2 separate regions of the Capra hircus genome follow, and region 2 is linked to region 1. Evidence: chromatin contacts called from public Hi-C data. All regions are on one chromosome and are shown on one strand. The core of a region is the stretch at or near the end of the contact, and the rest is flanking DNA. Distances in the headings are between cores, read along the strand shown.

Evidence for each region. Hi-C and Micro-C count contacts between places; a contact is called where the count stands out from the background.
Region 2: a Hi-C map of blood shows a contact between it and region 1, with 2.3 times the contacts expected there. The contact joins the promoter of TULP3 here to the enhancer-like site in region 1. A contact is called at or near these places in 2 of 5 Hi-C or Micro-C datasets (both in blood).

The regions. Positions count from the first base shown.
Region 1 is chr5:105,681,497-105,687,585 of ARS1.2, reverse strand. No RefSeq gene overlaps it. Among named protein-coding and RNA genes, the nearest start is that of TSPAN9, 15 kb to the right of the region's middle. Within about 2 kb of position 1,890, at least 1 of the 5 cell types and tissues checked has an H3K27ac peak or open chromatin away from gene starts, as enhancers often do.
Region 2 is chr5:105,795,853-105,801,478 of ARS1.2, reverse strand. It overlaps TULP3 (tubby-related protein 3), which reads left to right and starts at 3,469. Exons shown (of 11, transcript XM_018048632.1): 1 at 3,469-3,581. The coding sequence starts at 3,541. RHNO1 (RAD9, HUS1, RAD1-interacting nuclear orphan protein 1) reads left to right here. Exons shown (of 3, transcript XM_018048634.1): 3 at 1,263-2,497. The coding sequence ends at 1,817.

The DNA of each region.
Region 1 (6,089 bases), core at 641-3,140:
CCTGAGTTAGATCCCTCGCCAGGGAACTAGATCCCACATGCTGCAACTAAGAAATGGGGAAGTCAAATAAATAAATAAGAAGAATGAGGGCATTCACCTCTCCTTCTTTTCAGTTGACTGGATTGTGATGTAATGGCTGGATTTCCTGCAGCTATTTTGTACTAGGAAATAACCTTAGGAATAGAAGTTACCAGTGGTAAACCAATAAGGTAAAAGGATCTTGGATCTTTGGTTCCATGAAGCACCATTACAGCTTTGGATTGATTTTATATGAGAGAGAAATAAACTATCTTCTTTAAGTTACTTTTGTGTTTTTTTTTTTGTAATTTGCAGCCAAACATATTTCTAACTCATGCATCATGGCATAACGTTTGAAGCATGAATGGCTATAACAACAACAGTAATAATCCCACTCCTGACTCTGCAGCACTTTTCAGTTTACAGAGCACTTTTTTCTTAAGGTTTGTTTATTTATTTTTGGCTGTGATGGGTCTTTGTTACTGCTTGAGGGCTCTCTCTAGCTGTGGCGAGCAGGGGCTACTCTTTGTTATCACATGTGGGCTTCCCTTGTTGTGGAACACAGGCAGTAGGCACGTGGGCTCAGTTGTTGCGGGGAGTTGCTCCTCGGCATGTGAAATCTTCCGGGATTGAACCTGAGTCCCCTGCACTGGCAGGCGGATTCTTAACTACCAGACCACCGGGGAAGCACCTACAGACCACTTTTAAACACACTGTCTTGCTTGGTTTCGCAGCTGCTCTGTAGTGATGCTGTAGACACTTTCTTCATAGAAGAAACCGAGGCTCAGAGGAATCGCTCACTCATGGCACCCGGTTACTGCGTCGCAGATCTTGTGCTTCCACCTGGATCCTCTGGCTCCTCTCCTGGTGACTGTAGTGGGGAACAGGTTAGGAACGTGTAGGAGGTTTTGTTCCAGATGCTGGTGCTGGGCAGAAAGCTGGGAGCTGGCCCCAGAGACCCTGAGAGTCACTGGCAGTCATTGACGATGGAAGCTTTCTCATCTCTCTGGAAAATGCTCCTATTTGCACAGGGGTGGAGACTGTAGAGGATAATTAGAGAAGTAAAGATCAGACAACCACAAACACTGGAGGGAAATGTGCATGCCAGCTGGCGGGCGAGCAGTCCCATTTTGGAAGTAATTGGGTAGCAATGAGATGTTCAGAGCAAGAGCCTGCTGAGCATCCTGTGATGGGCGGGTGGGGGAATGTTTTCTTGATATCAAAGGGGATCTGCTTCTCTCTGCAGACTCCCTCCCAAAGGCGAGCCCAGCACTTCTGAAGCTTGGCACGATTCTCTCCTTCCGCTTTTCCTCTCCAGTCACTACTTGGCCGACTTCTTTCCAGTTTCTTTCTCTGAATCCCCCACTGATCCTGATGTAGACACTTTGTGGAGGCTGTATATGCCTATATCACTTGGAGACTGTGGGGGAGAAACAGACTTTAAACTGATTATGAGTTTGCACCTTCCTAACAGCAAAGGGCGGCAGAGGATGAGATGGTTGGATGGCATCACTGATTCAATGAGTTTGAGCAAACTCTGGGAGACAGTGAAGGACAGGGAAGCCTGGCATGCTGCAGTCCATAGATGTCATGGAGAGTCAGACAGAGCTTGGCCCCTCACAAAAACAAACAGCAAGTGAAGGTGAGAAGACTTTTCGGTGACTGCTAGAGGTTCCGAAGTCGGGAAGTGCAAGCTGCAATTCAAAGCAGCCTTGGGACTTGAGAAACCATACACCGCCCACTCCCCCAACTCCCAGCTTTAGCTCTAGAAAACCAGGAGCCCCCAGGGAATGCCGTTCTGTCTATCCCACCCAGGCCCCCTTTAATCTTGACAGACTGCCCTGGCCTTGCTCCTGGAGGCACATTAAAGCAAGCCTCACATGCCTGCTCCGGGGAACGGCCCGGCTCCTCCCCACTTGCTGCAGGCCCACTTGCTCTTCCCCTTCATCTCCCTGGGTCTTGGATTCCTGGCCGTGGTCCCTGGCTTTGATATTTGCTTCTGCTCCCTTGGGTTTGGCAACTCATCGCATTCCACTTGCAGCTTTGGGGGCCTTGGTTTTCTCGATTGCCGTCTGCTCTATTTCTGCCTCTGGTGTGTGTCCTCCCTCGGCCTTGAGTGAGGACCACCCTCCTCTGGCCTGGGCTCTAAGATGGAAGTGGTCTTCAGCTGTCATTTTAGCCAGGGGCCTAAGAAGACCCAGATCTACCCTTGATCATAGTTCTTCTCCCTCGAGAGAGAGAGAGATGCACAATTGAGGCTAGGCAAGGCACTGACCACTGTCTTTATCAGCGGAGACTTGGACCCCAATGTCAAATTCTAGAAGGGCTGGCCTGAAAGCCTACAGCCCAAATAGGCCGAGTTTATCTCATTAAACAATTGCTGAGCACCTGGGATGTGTCTGGCACGGTTCCCGTGTCTGCTCCTGGGATGCAGCGGTGAATAGAATCAAAGTCCAGGTCCTGGGAGAGCTTATATGCTAGCAGGGGATCACACGACAAACAAGCAAAACTGGGCCGCCTTCCTGTTCTGTTTATCCTTCCCATGGCTGTACCCAGAGAATCTTGGATCTGGTCTCTGTGATGGAGGAAGTGAGTCAAGGGCAACAGAGAGCATTTGCTTCAATGCCTGCTTAGAGGAGACAGTGACCCCCCCGGGTCCCGATGTAGTGTGACGGCAAGATGGCTTGTTCCAGCCACAGAGACACAGACGTGGCTGATCTGGCTGAGGGGGCAGCTCCAGCCCTTGGTAAATGGGACCCCTGAGAAGAGCCACATCCGTGTGTGCTCACGTGGGCAGAGCAGGCACTTGGGGCTCAGAACCCATATACTTTCACCCCACCCTCCCGGGATCAAAATCTGCAGGTGATTCCTACACACTCAAATCTGAGAAGCAACAGGCTAGGCTTTCTAACCAGGTGCAGAGAAAAGCCCTGCCCCCCACCCGTGACTCGTCAATGATCACGCCTCCTCCTTGGAGGTAGAGCACGTGATGGACTTCCTCCCCTGGGAAAGGTGTGCATTTGATCAACACACTCATCACTGGTTTTTCTGTTTCTTTGTTTTGCTTTTGAAGAATTAGTGGCCATCTTTAATATGTAGCAGAGAAGGGTCTGGATTTTTAATCAAGTCAGTTAAGGCATTGCCATTATTTATTTATTTTTAATTTTTTGGCCACACCGCATGGCATGTGGGGTCTTAGTTCCCCACCAGATTGAACCCAGGCCCCCTGCATTGGAAGCATGCTGCACTACCAGGGAAGTCCCCCTCATCATTGTTTGGTTTAGTTACTATAAATAAAATAGTGTCAATAAAAATAGAACTTAAAAAGTTAACAAATTCAAAAAAGGATGCTTCCTTTTCATTTGACTTGTAATATTTTAAGCGGTCAAAAATTTCAACAATATCATTCTACACCACTGTATTAATTTATAAACTGCTAAGTCACTATTAATTGAGTTTTTAATGCCTGAGGGGAAACTTTCGTGCATGGGAAAGAATACTTCAAGTTATTTGTGTATTTTAATTTTTTTTCAGTTGATTAAAGTTGTAAATTTTAAAGCCTGATTTTATTAAGTTCAACTTACAAATCCTGCTATTTTGTTCAGAAAGCTAGTAGTTTATGTTAAATCTCTTTTTCTTTTTGATTAATGTTTAATTTGCTTACAAATTCTTTAAATATTTACTATCACTTACAAACTTGGTTAAATTAGCTTAGACAAAACTATAATTAAGCACTTCAAATATCTAACAAGCCATACTTAAACAAATCTAACAAAATCTTAGACACTTGGAATGTAATACTAGGAACACACAATATTCATGAAACATAGTAAGTTTCAATTTAGAGATCTAAGCAGACTTATTTAAACATTTAACCTTCACCGTTCAGCCACCTTAGTATTAAATTAACATCATAAGTCTAATATATCACATACTTTTATACTTTTCCAACAACTTAAAAAAGCAGATAAAAATTGTTCATTTAAAAATGGTTAATTTCATGTTATGTGACTTTTTCAAGAGGATTTAAGTTAAAATTTAAGTTATTATATTTTTAGGGAATTCCCCGGTGGTCCAGTAGTTAAGATTCTGAGCTTTCACTGCTGAGGGTGCAGGTTCAGTCCCTGGTTGGGGAACTAAGATCCTGCAAGCCACTTGGCTTGACCAACAACAACAAAGGTCATGTTTTTAAAATTATCCCCAAACCAAGAGAAAATATAAATTACCCTAATGATTATAACATTTGAAGTGAAGAAGTGAAGTTGCTCAGTCATGTCTGACTCTGCGATCACATGGACTGTAGCCCACCATGCTCCTCCACCCATGGGAGTTTGCAGGCAAGAATACTGGAGTGGGTTGCCATTTCCTTCTCCGGTTATAATAATTACTGCTACAGATATCCTTAAACCTATCACAAAATTCAAATATCGATACATGTTTGTGTCATTCATCATATTTACATTTATTTTCAAGCCTCTGTCCAAACAAAGCAAGCAGAATCAGCCTCACGGGTGGGCTGAGATGACTACAGTGAAGATTTAGGACTTGAGGATCCTTACACTTTGGGGTTATAAGCTTTGTATTTGAAGCTACCATACTGTTACAGATTCAGAGATTGCAGGAGGCTGGGGATAGAGTCTAGATGTCACCCAGTCTGGCAATTATCTGTGGGGAGTGACTTCTTGGGGTCAAATTTTGCCTGCCACAATAACAAAATTCCCAAAACCCTCACCAAAAAACAAACAAAAAAGACACCTCAGGGCCTCTTTCATTCCTAGGTATCTCACTGCCTGGACACAAGCACCAGAAATTCACAGCTTAATTATCAACCCACACTTGGCTGTGGCATGCACATTGCTGGAATAGCTGACATTTTTGAGAGCTCCCATGCACCTTGTCTAAGTCTAACTGGTATTCAGTGTTGTTAGGGACTCAGGCTTTTCACAAGTTTTGATTCCTTTCTGATAACTCGGATCACCAGCTTTGGTTTGTTTTGCTGTGTCCCTTCTGCTTTCAACACCACCTTTTGAGTCCTCTGGATTAGCAAGCTCTGGCCTCAGCTAGCAGACTTAGGTCTGCTGGCACTTCTCTGCACTGAGATGTGGACCCAGCCATTCTCCAGGGAGCCCTGCTTTTTTAAATGGTGAATGTTATTAGTGACAAACACCTGGGCCCTCGTGGTGCAAATCACATCGTCTCCATGGGCACTGAGGGCAGGAAGGAATGTCCACTCCTGTCCACTCCAGTGAGAGAGCTGGAACATGAGCTCACGTGGACGTGTCCAGTTAACTCCAATCCTGCTCTGTCCTTTAGAAAATATACTCTACTGGGGACATCCCTGGTGGTCCAGTGGCTAAGACTCTGTGCTCCCAATGCAGGGGACCCAGGTTCAACCCCTGGTCAGGGAACTAGATCTCACATGCAGTGACTAAGACCCAGCTCAGCCAAATAAATAAAAATAAATTAAAAAAAAGAACTAATAAAAAGAAAATATATAAGAGCTTCTCATTTGATTGCCCCTCTAAATGACTAGCTTTTAGCTACCAGCTGCTGCTTCTTTTTATTGTCATGCTGTACATATTTTGAGCTTCCCTTGTGGCTCAGGCAGTAAAGAATCTGCCTGCAATGCAGGGGACCCAGGTTCGATCCCTAGGTCAGGAAGATCCCTGGGGAATGGAGTAGCTATCTACTTCAGTACTCTTGCCTGGAGAATTCCATGGACATACTGAAGTGGGTTGCCATGTCGTCCTCCAGGGGATCTCTCCAATCCAGGGTTCGAACCCATGTCTCCCTCATTGCAGGCGGATTCTTTACCATCTGAGCCACCAGGGATGCCCAAGCAGCAGCAGTTAACTACTCCAGTACTCTTGCCTGGAGAATTCCATGAACAGAGGAGCCTGGTGGGCTACAGTCCAAGGGGTTGCAAAGAGTCAGACATGACTGAGTGACTAACACTTTCTTTCAAGGCATATTTTAATTATAATGAATTTTTAAATGTCACACATGGATGTATATCAACTTGGATCGTGGCTGTCCCGGCCAGGGCTTCAAGTGTGCCCTCGTCACTTTTT
Region 2 (5,626 bases), core at 2,220-4,719, 110 kb before region 1:
ATGTTAGAGGTGGAATTTTTAGCTAAGTAGTCTATTTACTGTTTTGGGGTGTTTTTTTTTTTAAGATTTTTTTTTTTTTTAATGTGGACCATTTTTAAAGTCTTTATTGAATTTGTTAGAACATTTTTTCTGTTTTACGCTTTGGTTCTTTCTGGCCAGAAGGCCTGTGAGATCTTAACTCCCCAACCAGGGCTGGAATGCACACCTCCCGCATTGGAAATGGAGAGTCCCAACTGATGGACTGCCAAGAAAGTCCCTCTGTTTACTGTTTAATGGACCAAACAGTGAAGAAAAACTCTCAGAAATGGCATGTGTTCTGTCTTGACAGTTTAGAAGCCCCGGGAAGAGGACACAGCTATAGGATTTCAGAAAGTGGTGTAGCAGAAGAGCCAGACAAAAGCCTGAGCTCTGCCCCAGAGCGCCTAACAGATGTGGTCCAGGAGTGTTGGGGAGAACCGGACCCCTGGCTTCAGGAGTGGGGAGGAAGCGTAGATGTTGGAGCGCTGTTGGTGGGAGGAGGCATGAGCACGCAGAGGCGTACCGGAGTCCTCACCATGCGCCAGGCCCTGCTCGCTGCTCTCCATGCCTGATCTCACTCACTGGTCTGCCTTCAGCCCTTTCTTCCTACACTGGGGTCCTCTAGGTGCCAGGCGCTCTGCTAGGTGCTAGGCATCAGTGGTGAAGAAGACAGCTGGGCCCACCCTCAGGACTGAAAGGGAGATGGTTAAATGTGTTGCAGCCATAGGGTGTGATGAAGCCAGGGAGGCTGAGTAACTTGCCCAAAGCCCGCATCCCTTCCTATGGTTATCCAGTAAGACAGAGAGCTGTTGTTTTCTTGGCCGTGCTGGGTATTTGCCGCTACACTTGGGCTTTCTCTAGTTGCAGCCAGTAGGGGCTGCTCTTCATTGTAGTGCACAGGCTTCTCACTGTGGTGGCTTTTGTTGTGGAGCACGGGCTCTAGGCGCTCAAACTTCAGCAGTTGTGGCTCTTGGGTTCTAGAGCTGGACTGGTAGTTGTGGTGCATGGATTTAGTTTCCCTGCAGCATGTGGGATCTTCTCAGACCAGGGATCGAACCCATGTCCCCTGCGTTGGCAGGCAGATTCTTATTCACTGCCACCAGGGAAGTCCCTAGGCAGCTGTTTTAAGTCCATTGCTGTTGTGGGCCTCTATTTAGGATTCTGGTCATCTGATGCAGTTTCCTTAGGTTTGTATCTGGGAGTTAGCATGCTTCACATTTATGTCTTTCTTTTGGAATCCTTAGGTATCACCTCAGTTTGATACAACAGCAGAAAGCTGGTTCCCAGGCAACCGGAAGCATCATCATCGAGACCACGCAAGGCGTTCAAGTCGAAAATCTACCAGCTCCAGGTTTCCATGTCTAACGTTTGAGACTCCACAGTCTTTTGCCAGTTCAGCCACACCCGGGATCCTGGCAATCGGGGATGGCCCCAGTCAACCAGAAAAGGACATTTCCGGAAGGCCCTTAGTGCCCATGCTCAGCCCCCAGAGCTGCAGGGAGCTGTCGGCACACACATTTCCAGACTTCCCATGTGCATTCATTCCCCCGGACATCCAGACCCCAGGATCCCCGGGGCAGGGAGAGCCCATTCCCTCTGAACTGAGGGAAAACAGCCTTCCCAGCTGTTCCCTTCACTCGAGCACACCGAAGAGCCCAGAGCCTGGGCCTGTTCTGGTTAAAGACACCCCAGAGGAGAAGTACGGGATAAAGGTCACGTGGAGGAGGCGACGACACCTCTTCGCGTACCTCAGGGAGAGGGGAAAGCTGAACAGAAGCCAGTTCCTCGTGAAAGACTGACTGGTGTCCCAGACATCTGTGGTCTCAAGAAATTGATCACTGGAGTCAAAAGGGAATTGAATTCCCAGATTTGCTTTTTAAAATATCTTATGTCATAAACAGTTTTTAGTATCGTAAACAGTTGACTTCATATTTTTAGTGTATTAACTGTTTAACAAATTTTAAATATAACTTTAGAATGTCTGTAAATAAATGGCTGCAGAGTTTTTAGAGAACCCTGCTTCTGACCTACACTAATGCAGCAATACTGCCTCCCCCTCCCCCCATAAATGGTCATTCTTAATGGTTCCCTTTAGCCATTATCTATTCATTCTTTTAGTCACCTCATTCAAAGTAATTCAGTCCACATGTTTGAGGACCAGCTCGGTGACTGCTTCCTTTTTGACCCGGTACATGGAAAAACTTGGAGCAGACTGTGACTTTTCCTAGTTGAGCTGCTGTCCCTGCAGTCTTGGCTCATCTGAGAGGGCAGAGTGAAGAGAGAGCAGCAAACATGTAATAAATATGGTGAAGGGGGGTTGCTGGGGAGATAAAGGGGACATGATTAAGTTACCTAGGGTTGCTATGTTTTGATTTTTTTGTTTCCAGTTGAAATAACCTATAAATATTAACTAGGATGGGGAAATGATTTCTTGTCCTGTTTAAAGTGTATGTAAATAAATCTGTAATCTTTTCAAATACTACTTCTTACTGTAATTAATGCAGAGGGACTGTCCAGTCAAGAAAATATCTTACTTTTCCTCCCACCCATACAAGTATCTTCTCATTTAACTCCATCGCCTCGGCCTTCAGAACGTAGTCTGTCAGGTCCAGCCAGACCAAGACAAGCAGGGATTATTTTCAATGTGGGGATTTGAAGCACAGATAATGAACCGGGTTTAGGGTCACACAGTGAGTGGAGGCTGGCCGGCGAGCACAGACCTCGGCTCTCCTAGCTTGTGCCACATTTTCTGCGTTTTAAAAACTCAAAACGTGGACGCCACACTAGCTTCCGAATCGAACGCCGCAAAGTCAACATGCGATGAGTTTTGACAGGATGTTCTGTAGGGACCGTAAAACTGCGAATAAGTTGGGGACAAGATTTACTGGATCCGACAGCGGATCTCATTACGAGATACAGACGTTAGAAGACGGCGGCAGGCAGTCAAGGGCGGGAGATGGAAAAGACCGTCAGGCAAGCGTGCAGGGCAAGTTCGTGGACGTCCTAAAAGTCTGGGCAGGACTAGGGCAGGCAGAAGGCGTCCTGCGGGTAGGGGGCGCGGCCGCTCATCGTTGGGAAGGACTGCTGGGTTGGCAAGTGTGGTTCCGGGAATGTCTCGGGATCGGAAGGGCGGCCCCCCAGGAAGCGCCCTGGGTGGTCTCTGAGTACTGACCGCCGCGGGGCTGGCTGCAGGGGAGCGCGGGCAGCGGGGAAGCCCAGCCGCAACTAGGGTGTGGACCTCGGCTCCCACCCAGCGGCGCGTAGCAACCCGCCCTTAGCAACCCTCCCGCGGCGTCGCCGCCCCTAGAAACCCACTCGCGGGGGCGGTGGGAGCGGCGGGCGAGCGGACCAATGGGCGCGGAGCGTCGGGCGTGCGTTGGCCAATGGGCGCGGAGCGGCGTGCGCGCGGACCAATGGGCGGTGGTGACAATGCGGGGTGCGGTTGCGGGGCGGGGCGGCTGCGCCAGGCTGGCCAGGAGCTGCCGCGGGTGTGGAAGCGGTCGGCGCTCGCGGTGCGGCAGGATGGAGTCGTCGCTCCGCCGCCCGGGCCCCCGCGGGGACAGGTCAGGAGCGATGGCGGCGGGCGGAGACCCAAGAGGGCCGTAGAGGTCTGGGCTGGACGCCGAGGGGAGGCGGGCGCGGCTGGGCCGGGGGGCGCGGGGCCCCCACGCCGAGGGCCAGCTCGTGTCCAGTCGCGCCGGGACCCGCGGGGTCGGTCCGGCCTCGTCAGAACGCGTCAGTCAGGGGGTGCTCGGCCTGGGCCGGGGGTGCCGGGTGGCTCCGGGGGCCAGCAGTTGTGGGGGCGGCGGCATCCCGGTCCAGGGCGGGCTCTCCGGGCAGTCAGCGCAGGCCGGGCCAGGCGTTTCGGCCGGGGCCCGCCGGCGGACTAGTGGACAGGCGGGGTGGAATCACGGCTTCGCCTGGGCCCGCGCCCGCCTGCTGCCCGGTACCACCCGGCGTGCGTCCGGAGCCGGGCCGACCCTGCCCTGGGTCAGCAGCTGAAACCGCCCAAAAGCTGGTCTCCCGAGAGGCGTTGGCGCCGACAACACCCGTTTTTCTGTTTCATCGGGTTTTATTTACGTGAGAGCAGCGCTCTGTGAAGTTGGTTCACTGCTTTTTGCTTTCTTAAGTCGAGAGAAGAACCGACATTTACAAGTATAAATATGGACGCCCAAGGAGGAGATCCAGTTAAAATTCAGCATCATCCGTTGAATTCGGGTGGTGCTCGCTCTGCCGTGGCTATCCGGTCAATCTTAAGTGAATGGATTTAAGGCAGTAAATTTCCCGGCTACCAGATGTTTGGTGTGACTCATGATTTGGGGGAAAAAGAAATGGAATTGACTTTGAGAGACCAAGAGGCAAAACGGTTTTTAATTCTTTGGACCTGAAGTTTCAAGGGATAATTGTCAAGTTAGTCCCTCTCTGTCTTCCCAGAGAAACCAGCTCTTTAATCTGAAAATTGACTTCGAAGAGGAATGTGTGAGTCACCAAATGTTTCTCCTGCCCTATGTTCTGTCATTGGTTATCTGACTTGTTGCCGAGAGGGGAGTGGAATGAAAGCCTCTTGCTTTTTTTGGCTTCACGTTGTATGTTTTGGATGTTTTTGATGAGATACATGGATAGAGTTTTTGGTATGAGTACTTTTCAGTGTGAAGGATCTGACTTTTTAAAGTCTCATCTGACTCTTTTTTTTTCTTTTTCTTCTTTTGAGTGATGAGACCGTTTCCCCAGAGTTATTTTCAACAAAGTAGAAAAATTATGAGCAAATACGCTGAACATTTTTCCTGTATCTGAACTGTTTAGTGGAAACTGGAGATGGAATTTGAAGCAGCACTCTCAGCTCCTTGGCTGAGCTAGGCGCTTGTGCTATAGATTCCCCTGGAGATGACAGCAGTGCTTGGCCAGCGCTGGAACCTGAGCCTCCCTGGCTTTGTGCTCCTGATCCAGGACTGAAGATATGGTGGGAGAGGCTGCTCCGCGTGATGTGACCTGGTGACCCAGAGCTGACTACGGAAGTCCTAGTCTCTGGTTTGTCCATATGCCATGGTTTTTCTTCAGAAATGCAGCCAGTAGTGGTGGCTGGGGGTTATGTCTGGGCCAGGCTTGTTATCCTCTTTCACTTTCTCTCTTTTTCAGGTGTTTCATCGGATGAGCTAATTGTTGGTAAACAGACTTACCCAGTGCTTGAATATACTTAGATTAACTAATGCAAGACTACAGTGTATTTGGGCATTATCAAGAGCTATAGTAAAAGCCTACTGACTGACATCGCTCATGCATGTATTTCTCCGAATATGAAGACTTCATAGAGACCTAGGAAAGCAAGAATAACCCCTGTAATACATTTCCTTTCCAAGCAAAGAGACTCAGACTTTCTTTGGAATAATTTTCATGTCCAGCTTCTCTTATTCTTTCCTGTGTAAACTGTGCTGATTCCCCTGCCTTTGTGCCCACTGAAAGAAAAAGTTAACATCTCTTCTTACCAAGAGGGAAAGCATGCTTGAGTTGCTCAGAGAAAGAGTGGAAGCTGCCTGCCTTCTCCGTATTAGAGGATTTGAGGACTGGATATGTGTGTGTGTGTGTGTTTCTCAGTGACGTCCAACTCTTT